Regions from separate parts of the Pan troglodytes genome. Here region 1 is linked to region 2. A link is a contact called in public HiChIP or PLAC-seq data. All regions are on one chromosome and are shown on one strand. The core of a region is the stretch at or near the end of the contact, and the rest is flanking DNA. Distances in the headings are between cores, read along the strand shown. Region 1 has its middle 150 kb from the start of SLC24A5. Region 2 holds the start of SEMA6D (semaphorin 6D).

Region 1 (5,053 bases), core at 264-2,763, 790 kb before region 2:
CCATTATGTATCTAATCTATGGAAAATTGGAAAGATTGGTGTTGGCAGGAGCATGAAAAAAGGTTTCATGACCATGAAAGATGGGACAGAATTTCATTTGAAATACTGGGCTCTCAAGATTCAACTTGAGATTCCCTCCACCGTTGGTAAGGAGACAAAAGCAGGCTTGGGCATACCACAGAATCTTGCTGGAGAAAAAGTGATTTGTCTTTTGTAAGATTCTGGGGTCAAGATGTTGAAATTGCTTCTGAAACAATATATGAGGATATTTAACCAAGAAACAATAATAAGTTGATGTTTGGAGCTCAATATCATGTTTGCACATACATATTGAAGTTCTGATAGCTCCTGCATTCTTGTGAACACATATGTGCACATACCTTTTTACACATGATTTCTCCAAACAGGATACTTTCTACAGTTTTCTGTAGACAAATCACATGCTTTGTATTTATAAAATTATTAAAGGCAGCATTTAGCCTTCATTATGCATGAGTTAGGTTCCCAAGACAGTCAGAAGCAATTCCTTTCTATATGCTGATGAGCTTGCTCTGGAATGAATGTGTTACTGGCTTCTCATCCCCAGGAATGGTCTACAGCAAAGCTACAAAATTGAGTAAATTTATCTTCATGGCTTACCGATTTCTTTGGTGCTCTCATCCCTTGGGGACCTGGAGCTCCTCCCTGATGGTCTTGATCATCCTCATTCTAAATCCCAGGCTAACACTCCATCCTGCTATCAAATTTGCCCAGTTTCATGTTCATTCCCACAAACTGGAGCTACTGTAATAAACTCATCTCCCTCATAGGTCCCACCTGAAGCCCCTACTTCAGTCAGAGTGTTTACCCTCTCTTCTTGGGCACACATTCTGCTCTCTGCCCTATGCTTTCACTTCTTCCTAGACTGCCCCTCCTCTTCCACTCTTCTGAGCCAGGGAGACAGATCCTACCCATCCTGCACCCAGCTCAAATGCTGCCCACTTTGTAAAGCCTTCCAAGACTCCCCAGTATGAATCGTTCAATAAAATATTGTTTATATTATTCATTGACAATTAACCATTTGCTGCATTGTTACTATTTTTCTATTGCTATCTTCCATTGTCATTCAGAGCTTATATTCAGCTCTTTAAGACTTTAATACCTTGGTTTCCTTGCTATAAAAGCCTCCTGAAGTTACAGTTTGGATCTTATATATTTTTGTGTGTTATACAGAGAGTGTCACACATGTAAATGCTTGTAAAAAGCTATTTTGATTTGATGAACTAATTCTTAAAGGTTTTCAGATAATCTTGATGAATATGAAAGGCCATTAGGTAAAATGCTAGCTGGGGCTTCCACTGACTATAACTGGAGAGAAACGTAACTTTACAAATCTGTATAAGATCAGTGCAAGTGTTTCTGATTCACCTCTAAACATATCCCAAAGCTGACTCCTCCCTGGAGCCTACCCTTTCTATGGGGCCAGCCCTGTCACCATGGTTACTGTGCCCTCAGCTGCAGTGCAGCCTTCAAGCTGCCAAATACAAAAGAATGGAGGGGAGATCACTGCTTAGGACTCCTTGCCTGGCCTTGTTCTACTCCTATTATTCTCTCAAGTAGGAGTGGGGTACTTCATAGAGATATCAAGCTCAAGCTGAAAAATAAAGGGCACAGGCACAAGCCCAAACCCTGAGTGGATGCTGGAAAAGGCGCCCCTCCTTTGGGAATTTGATGCCTGATGAATTCACTATGCACACCTGCCCCCATCCACAGAGCCCTTTGGCCTGCTGAGGAACATGGTGTCTGGCCCTGACTCTCAAACTTCTTTAGGGACCCAGGAGTGCAGGTCTCAAGGGCAAATCTGGGCAGCCCTACCTGGTTTCCTGTTCTGTCTGAAAAAGTAAGTCCCTATCACTCTGTGTGGGTGAAGTAGGGCAGGGCACGCCCCCAGCCAAGGGAAGTAGCCGAGCCTCCACACATAAGAACTCCTTCCTAAGCAGCAATTAAGATTCTCGCTTCACAGGTCCAGCACTGGCTTCAGACCACTCCTTTTCCCTTGCATCCACCCCCAAACCCTCCTATCATGCCCCAAACCTAGTTACATCAATAAGAAAAGCAGGACTTTAAATAGCTACCTCTGATCATTGATGTCTAGCATACTTCAGCTCTGAGCAATCCTCACTGTCACCCAGGAAAGTGACTGGGGAGAAGCCAGCTCTCTCTGCTTTGCTGGCAGCCACAGACTGGCAACAGCCATCTTGCCCTGATGAGCTCAGAGCTGGGCTCACGTCCTAGTAGTCCTACCTGGCTACTTGACCATAGGCTTGGCCATTCTTTCCTCTGCCTGTTCCCTTTTCTGAGCTTCAGAGGCTATTCCTGGAAAGATAAATGCTCACAAATGCACCTCCTTCTTCCAGATGGAGGGAGAGCATGGAGGAGGAGAATTAAGGGAACAAAAAATAAAGCATATGAGGTTGAGACAGGGTGGGTCTGGAGCCAAGGAGCAGTTTTCAGGATTGGTCACCAGTACACTGAACTCTCAATAAGTCAGGAGAGCAAGTTTGGAGGTTACAGAGGACTATGTAAGAGGAGCTGGAGGGTGGAAATACAAGAGGAGTATCGGTCTTTGGGGAGCTTACTCTCCTGCAGACACAGCCCATCCTATTTTGAGGATGCATGTATGCTTTCCTGAACCAAATGGACATCATGTTAGACTTGAGTCCCTGTTGAGGCTCTACTTTCAGATATTGCAACTCACATGTCTCACTCTCCTTTATATTTGATCTTAAATGCAAGAACAGTGGTGAAGCGAGTGTCAACCCTCAGGAAACTGATGTAAAGCTTGCTTGGGATCATCTGAGAGATGTTGAAAAATCCCTTCCCACCTCCTCCTACACCCTTTCAAAAGATGAAATCTAACTCACCACTAATCACAGAACCTGAAATTGCATGTTAGTTTCTTTTGAGGGGGAGATATCTTGTCTCCTGACGTCTTTAGTTAAGAAGCAGTGCCTTTCATAGACAAGGCAAAAAAAAATATTCAAAATTACGTGAATATTTGGAAAATAATAAAAACACAATCCTCCCTTTGTAGCTTCATAAACCAAAATAACTTCCAGGCTTGTGCAATACTTAAAATGTAAAAAGAAAAATGTTAAACCCTTAACATACAAGAAGAAATATAGGTAAATGTTTACTTGATTTCAAGACAGAAAAATCTCTGTAAATCAATAGAAGAAAATATGGAAGAAAAAGGTAGATTTAACCACATATTAGGTTAAGAATTCGGTGTGTCAAGATAGATTATAAACACTGTTAAAAGGTAAATGTCAAATTGGGGGAACTTGCATTAAATATGCCAAGGGACTGATATCATAAAGGAATAAAAAGCTTTTCCAAATCAATATGAAAACTCTAAGACTTTCATTGGAAAATCAGTAAAAAAAATAGGTAGTTCACATATGAATAAATGTTCAATGTCACAAGCAATCAAAGAAATGCAAAATAAAATGACTTTTTATGTAAGAAATTGGCATTTAAAAACCAGTCAAATGGAACTCAGGTGATCGTAAGATATAATAGACACTCCCAAACTCTGGATGGGTGTACAACTTCATACTTTTTAGAAACTCATTTTAGAATTGAGAATAAAAAATTAAAAATGTCCCCATGAGCTGTTCTGGTAATTTCACATCTGGAAATCAGTTCTAAGAAAATAAGAAGCATTGTGGACTGAAACAGCACATATGAGGATGCTCATTATAAAAGCAAAAAATTAGAAGCAGCCTAAACAAACAATGATGGGAATGGTGAAATAAATCACAATAAACCTGTGTGATAGACTGCTATAAAGCAATGTAAAAACACAAAACACACGAAATGAGAAAACAGTTCTCATATAATTTGATGTTAAAAATAGCAAGAAAAAAATTTATAAAGTATACTTCAAAACAAATATATTAGTTTTCTGCTGCTGCTGTGACAAATTACCACAAATGTAATGGCTTAAAACAACACAATTTACTATTTTACAGTTCGGACATAGGTCCCACCAGGCTAAAGTCAAAGTATCAGCAGAGCTGTGTTTCATTCTGGAGGCTCTAGGGGTGAATCCATTTCCTTGCTCGTTTAGGTTGTTGGCAGAATTCAGTTCCCTGTGGATGCAGGATTGAGATCCTAGTTTTCTTGCTGTCAACTGACAGCAGTTTCCAGCTCTAGAGGCCACCCACATTCTTTGGTTCATGGTCTCTTCCTACATCTCCAAAGTCAGCCAAGTCTGGTCAAGTTCCTTAAATACCGTGAATTTTTTCTTCTTTTTTATCCTATCTCTCTAACTCAGCAGGGAAATGTACCCCTTTTGTAAGGACACATAGGATTAAATTGGCCCCACCTGGATAATCCAGCATGAAATCTTCCCATATCAATGCCCATAACCTTAGTCATATCTACAAAAGTCCCTTTTGCCATGTAAGGGTAACATTTTCACAAGTGCTGGGGATTGAAATGTGGACATTTTAAGGAAACTATTATTCTGCTTACCATACTATGTAAAAATATGTTGCAAATATGTATGTTTGGATCTAGCAGGAGGACTGAAATAAGTACGTCACCAAAATGTTGCTGTAGTTATTTCAGAATTATAAAAATAAGAGTGATTTTTATTTTTATTTAAGCATTTTTCCTCAATATATTTTGCATTTTCCTAAAATGAGGAAAAAGGTTAATCCAGCGAGTCAGGTGGGTTAATAACCTAATATATGCTGAACCATTAACACATTGGTATGAATTAGTCCATGAACTTCCTTTTCAAATGGGACTCCTAATGGAGAAGAAAACCCTGGGAAAATGATAATAATCCCTTGAATCTGAATGGGTTTTTGTACTTTTCAACGGATTCTCACATGCATTATTCCTTTATCTTTCTGGTTGCCTTAGATCTTTTCTGGGAGGTACTGGTTCAGGGCATGGGTGTTGTCCGGAGGACACAATAGTCAGTCAACAAATATTTAGTGGGGATTTATTGAGTTTTGGAGATGTGTGATGAGTGAGGTCAGAGGCTAGGGATCTTTGTATG
Region 2 (5,776 bases), core at 2,285-4,784:
GACTCCAGGTTTAATAAAAGTTGTTCTTCTCTCTTCACCCCTCCCCCCACTAATTCCCACGTTTTCAACAGTAAGTTCTCTAACCAGACAATGCTGAAGATATTTGCACATAAATTTATGACATAGGAGAAAAATAACAAAAGAGTCAGACCTAACATAGTATTAATTTAAAAGGCAATTAATTTTGAAGAAGAAAAGGGTATCAACATAAACTCAGCAAGGGCATGAATGATAGTATATAGTACAAATAAATCTCTATTTGGGGGTCCTGAGAAATTTCAGCAAGTGGTTGTTGAGTAATGAATGTTTGTAATTCATTAGCTACTATTTTAAAATGCAAAGCACACCATGACATCAATGATGTTCTTTTTAATCTCAACAAACAGGCTATTACAATTAAAGCACTTGCAAAAAGACAGTACGTTTAAATATAAGTTTTGATGAGATTTCAATGTTTTAATAATAATAATTGAATAACACTTCATAATTCCATAGAAAGACATAAAAATCTTGAGATTGGTTCAAAAATATATGTGTTTGTAAACACCAACCTTTTATGAATATTTAGAAGCAGCTAGCATTTCTATTTTGAAAATTCTTTTTTTCTCAGATCTCTTAATAAGGTTTTAGTGTATCTTTAAGAAGATAATCGTTATTTACTTAAAAATATTTATTTTCCAAATACAGAAAATAATAACATTTACAAGTGCTTCATTTTCTATGCCCCCTTTCCATCTTCCTTCAGTTCCTAGACAACAAAACAATGGTTCATTCTTCATGTGGAAGAGTAAACTCAATAAACGCGAATGGCCAGGAGGCCTACAGCAGTGAAATTATGGCTTCACAAGGACTTTTTTTTTTCTTTATGAACAAGTTTAGAAAGACCTTTTTCAACATATTTTAAAGTCATGCATACTTCAATGATATAATTATCTTGGCAACACTAAATACTGCTGACTGATAAATGAGGCCAAAATAATTAAGTTCTGTTCTTTGCACAATCAAGATTTAGTGCAGTAATCAATCTGGGTAAGAATTTGGAGTCTGGAGACTTCAGAAGATGAACAAGCTACTAGCTAAAATTGGTCATGTGGGAAGATGGTTAAATGAGTATACAGTTTATACATAGCTGTGAATACTCTTCATGTCTTAATCTTCATTAGAACCTGGTTGATTCATTGTTCATGTGGTCCTGTACTAAGTTGGACATGGTATACAAGTAGACAAAAGAACAATTGAAAAGATAATCCAATGCATTCAGTGGGCACGAACGGCATTGAAAATGTAAAATAATAGAGTTGAAAATATAACAGTTTTTAAGCAAAAAAAAAAGAGGTACAAATGCTGCTATGAAAGCATTAAGGTTATAAACATTATGATAAAAGAGAGAGAGAGAACACAATAAATACACTTTTCCACATACATATTTGTAGAACCGTGGGTATGGTCTGGATGCCTCTCCAGTTTCCATTTTTATTTTCTTCTACCTAACTCTCTCTTCTCTCCTTGGAATAAATCATACAGCTTTCCATACCCTCAACAACACTCCCACTGCATGGTTTTTCCCTGTGGAATCAGACTGCCGTCATAGAGAGGTGTTCATGTTAAGTACTTCTCCTGAGGGCTGGAACTCCAGGCTTCATCAGATTGATACACTTAGCAGGTCCATCAGGGATGTCAAAGTGAAATATAACCAGGTCAGTTGGGTGCATTAGTAACTACTGGGATTTACAACCAGCTACAAATACTATATATGTGTATATATATATGCACACATATATATATACATGCACACATACATACATATATACACATATATATATACAAATATTGTATATTTGTAGACAATATTGTAAACTTGTACATATATATTTATATATACACACATATATAAGAAATCATAATAATTTAATAATTTCTCTTGTCAAGAGCTTATTCTGAATACTACCCACGGACCTCAGAAAAAGAAAGAGCATTTTTTTCCCAGCAAAATGCATCCTCCTTTGTAGTGGGCTAAGGAATAGGCACCATGAACAGGTGATACCATTGTAATTTAAAGAATGGAAGAAAGTCAAATAAGAGTATCTACCATCCAACGAAAGGAACTGTATGCAGAAGTCTTTTGGGATCTCCAACTGAGGATAACCGGCTCCCTCTGATTCTGGGTACACATGTCTGCCTCCATGAATGTTAGCATGCGGCCAGGGTAGGGGAGCAATGGACGTCTACACCAGTGCTTGGCCATTTGTAGAGTGGAAATTGCACTTTGCTTTCAAAAATGGATTCTCCTCCCAGCACCATGCAACTCGACTAGCTGAAGGCACAAACGGAATAAATGCACATTCTAAAAAAAGGAGGGAGGGGGCGAAAAAATAAACCCCACCCAGCAATCTTTAAGGGAAACAGGTGCTAGCAAGAGAAAGCGGCCAGCTGTCAATAACACTTAAAACTCCATCTTCGTTACTCTGAAAACAATTTCAATGGGGGAAATACCGTGCCCTGTTCCTGAGGGTTTAATTTACTAGGCTGTCTCTGTGAATTAGAGTCAGATCTAAGTTTCGCACTCAGGAGCGGTTTTCTCTGTCGACTACGTTTGCTCTTCCGAGCTCCAAGTCGGTTTCTAAAATGGGCAAGCCTTTTCCCTCCCGGCAGCCTTGACCCCCACTCCTCCAAGTCGTCACTTTTATTTACAGCCCGGTGAGCGGTGTCTGTGTCGCTCAGTCTGGCCCCAAGAACAGTCACCGCGAACAATGAGCCAGACAAGGGACCCACCCAGAGAACGCCTGCTCGCCGGCCGCGCGCAAGCCCGCTAGCGCGGGACGCTCCGGGCTTCGGGGCTCTGGGTGCCCCCACCCCTTCCCCTCTAAACCCCAAGGAAAGCAAGAAGGTAGGTCGTTCCCTACACCCAGGTACTCGTGCTCACCCAGCCAGCCCTGCCTCCCAGCACCCACCAATTAGATGCCGTATCTAAAAAGAAAATTAAAAAAGCGGGGCAGCGTGGCGGTTCAGCCGGCTGCCGACCCGGATCCAACTCGCCCAGCTTGCGGGTTTGGCGCTCACTTGCGCCCGAGTCCGCGGCATTTTGAAATCCCGGAGGATTTGGGGTGGGGGCAAGAGGTGGGGCCAGGAGCCATAAAGTGGCTTCCGCTCCCTCCCCCCGGCCTGGCACAGCTCTGGGATCGGGCAAGACACAAAAGACGGGTCTTATCAGTGCCAACAACTCTGCCGCCGCCTCGCGCCATGCTGCGCACGGGAACCGGGCGGCGGGCCTCGCGGTCGGGTCTCTGCGCCGGCCGCGGCGCGCCCGGAGGCTGGAGCATCCTGGACGCCGCCAGAGCTCCCCGGTGCGCTTTTCGCGCAGAACCTCCGTCAGCAGCTCCTCGCTTCGCAGATAAAGAAGTAAAGGCGACGGAGGAGAAATGGAGAGAAAAGGGAAGACTTACTTGGGGGCCGAAGGCTCAGCCTGACTCCCGCTTCGGACTCGGCAGGTGTCTGGCACCGCGGGCCCAGGCGGAAGGCGCTGGCGCAGCGCAGAGCAGGGACTCCACTTATCGAGGACTGGAAACTCCCCTTGCCGCCCGGCCTCCGCGCTGCGCTCCTTGCTGTCACCGCTCCGAGCGACGCAGGCACGCTCCCCGCTGCCTCCTAGTCCTGGTGGGTCTCTCTGCTCTCTTCTCCGGGTTCGTCCGCTCCCTCACAGACCACACCCTGTCACCTCAGCAGCCCTCCACTCCTTCCTCTTTGACACTTCCACCGGTTACTCCGCCGTCTGCGTCCTCCCACCCCCACTCAGCCCACGTGCTCCTGCCGCTCCCTCGGCTCTAACTTCCCCTGCCGGGAGCCCCCACCTCCGCTCTGAAAACCCTTTGGTCTCTGAGCAGGGGAAAGGTCCTGGGGTCTTCGCCCACATCTCCCCAGGCCCTTCGGTGCAAAGGACCTTGCTTTGATTTTGTCGTTGCGATGGTTTAGATATATTGTGTACTACATATTAAGATGTATTTCTTTAAATGAGCTACATATCACTTTTAATATTGTAGAAATGTATTCCCAGGTGTTAATCATCTAACCGCTGTTCATTGGCCTTTGGAGTTAGACTGTCAGCCCAGCTTTTCTCCATATGCAAAAAGGCCCACAAAGTTCCAGAACACCCTCTTTACCCCAATCCAAGCCACACGTGCCATTTTCTAATGAGCCCGCTTCCTCGCTGTTATTGTTGTGGAAATATTTTTATATTTACTTTTCCCTGTTTCTGCAGACAATGAGAAGTTCCTTTCTAAGGGCTTCCCTCAGCATTCTGTTCTTAGTTTCATGATAATACCTATCACTCATGTGACATTTTCCTGTTTGGATTACTTCCTCTACTACTGGTCTTTAAGTTTCTCTAGGCAGAACTTTTGGTCTGTAAGTTTGTTCAGGCAGAAATAATTCATACTCATACTCATAACTTTGTCAACAGCTCCTAGTGTGGTCCTCGGCATACAGTACGTATTCAAACAATGTTCAAGGAGTGAATGTCCCTTAAATATGAGGCAAGCTTTGGTGGTTTTATGTGGTATTTAAAGGAAGGAAGACTTCAATTTGTATGCTTGGCTTGTATCCCATATAATTAGTCCTGTGGAAAACAAAGCATTTTGGAGTTAGCTGGATGATTGCTCATACGTTCCTTTGATTCTTGAAACAAGTCTTCCTTGTAAATATTACCCACTTTTTCTAAGATGATACTCAGGTTGGTAACTTGGTGATCATTAAATGTGAAGACCCCTAAGCCTTAGAGATCCCATGGTTCTTCACACCAGCCCAAGCTGCATCAGGCTGGCGTTAATGCAATACTTGACTGCCCAGCTACCCAGCCACATGCAAAACCTGCCTACCAGTACCACAGAGAGCTTACCCAACCATCTTTCCTCCAAAAATAGCATTTATTTTTCCCTCCCTCTTTCTCTTCTCTTGCTTGACTCACTTAAGTCAGAGTTCTAAAAAACAATAAACAAACACCTCTCAATGCTCAGACCTCTTGTTAAACTTACTGTCTTAACTCCTAAACTTAAAATTACTTTCATGAACATATCTTGCCTTAGCTATCCCTGTGTCTCACACAGGCCTCCATATCTCTTTGGTTTCTCCATTCAAATAAATAGTAATTAACATTTGTTAAGTTAGAGAGACCAAAGATCAGGTAGCAGCCAGCCATTGGTCCAAGCATTAACACATAATAGCTCATTTAATCCTCAACATCCTTGTGAGATAGAGCCTATTTTATAGTCGGGGAACATAGGCATAGAGGTATATCACATAGCCAGTAATTAGTGGAGCAGAAATTAGATCCCTGGCAATCTGCTTCAGAGGCTGCTTTCTCGACCACCATGCTTTAAATGGCCTGCCATAATCCCTGGCACCTAATACATGTTAATGAGCATTTTAAAAATAATGAATGTTTACCCATCCACATTTAGCATCATAGCAGGAAGAAGAGACAGTAATGAAATGGGTAGAACTTCAGGTTTTTGAGGACATATAATTGACCTCAATACCACAAGAACTGCTTTCTGTGGTGGGACTATGGACCCTGCCTGTGGCCTGTATTTGAAACATGAGAGGGACATGGTCCATGCTCATGACATCAGGTGTGCGTGACAGATCACTGAGCCTTCACGTTTGGGTTCTAGGACCTCCTTCACAATCAGTGAAAGGCATCTCCAGCTAAACCGATTCCTGGCCAAGCCCACCAACAAGCCAATTTGTGTTCTTCAGGGACCCAGCAGTGAGCAATGTCAGT

The links. HiChIP or PLAC-seq counts read pairs in DNA pulled down with a chosen protein or histone mark.
Region 1: an H3K4me3 HiChIP or PLAC-seq map of stem cell-derived excitatory neurons shows a contact between it and region 2, with 6 times the contacts expected there. The contact joins the enhancer-like site here to the promoter of SEMA6D in region 2. A contact is called at or near these places in 5 of 7 Hi-C or Micro-C datasets (blood, induced pluripotent stem cells, a lymphoblastoid cell line and 1 more) and 1 of 1 datasets of contacts at active chromatin or transcription factors (stem cell-derived excitatory neurons).

The regions. Positions count from the first base shown.
Region 1 is chr16:39,958,916-39,963,968 of NHGRI_mPanTro3-v2.0_pri, reverse strand. No RefSeq gene overlaps it. Among named protein-coding and RNA genes, the nearest start is that of SLC24A5, 150 kb to the left of the region's middle. Within about 2 kb of position 1,513, at least 5 of the 24 cell types and tissues checked have an H3K27ac peak or open chromatin away from gene starts, as enhancers often do. A contact at or near this core is called in stem cell-derived excitatory neurons, where this site is marked.
Region 2 is chr16:39,172,018-39,177,793 of NHGRI_mPanTro3-v2.0_pri, reverse strand. It overlaps SEMA6D (semaphorin 6D), which reads right to left and starts at 3,534. Exons shown (of 21, transcript XM_016928165.3): 1 at 3,444-3,534.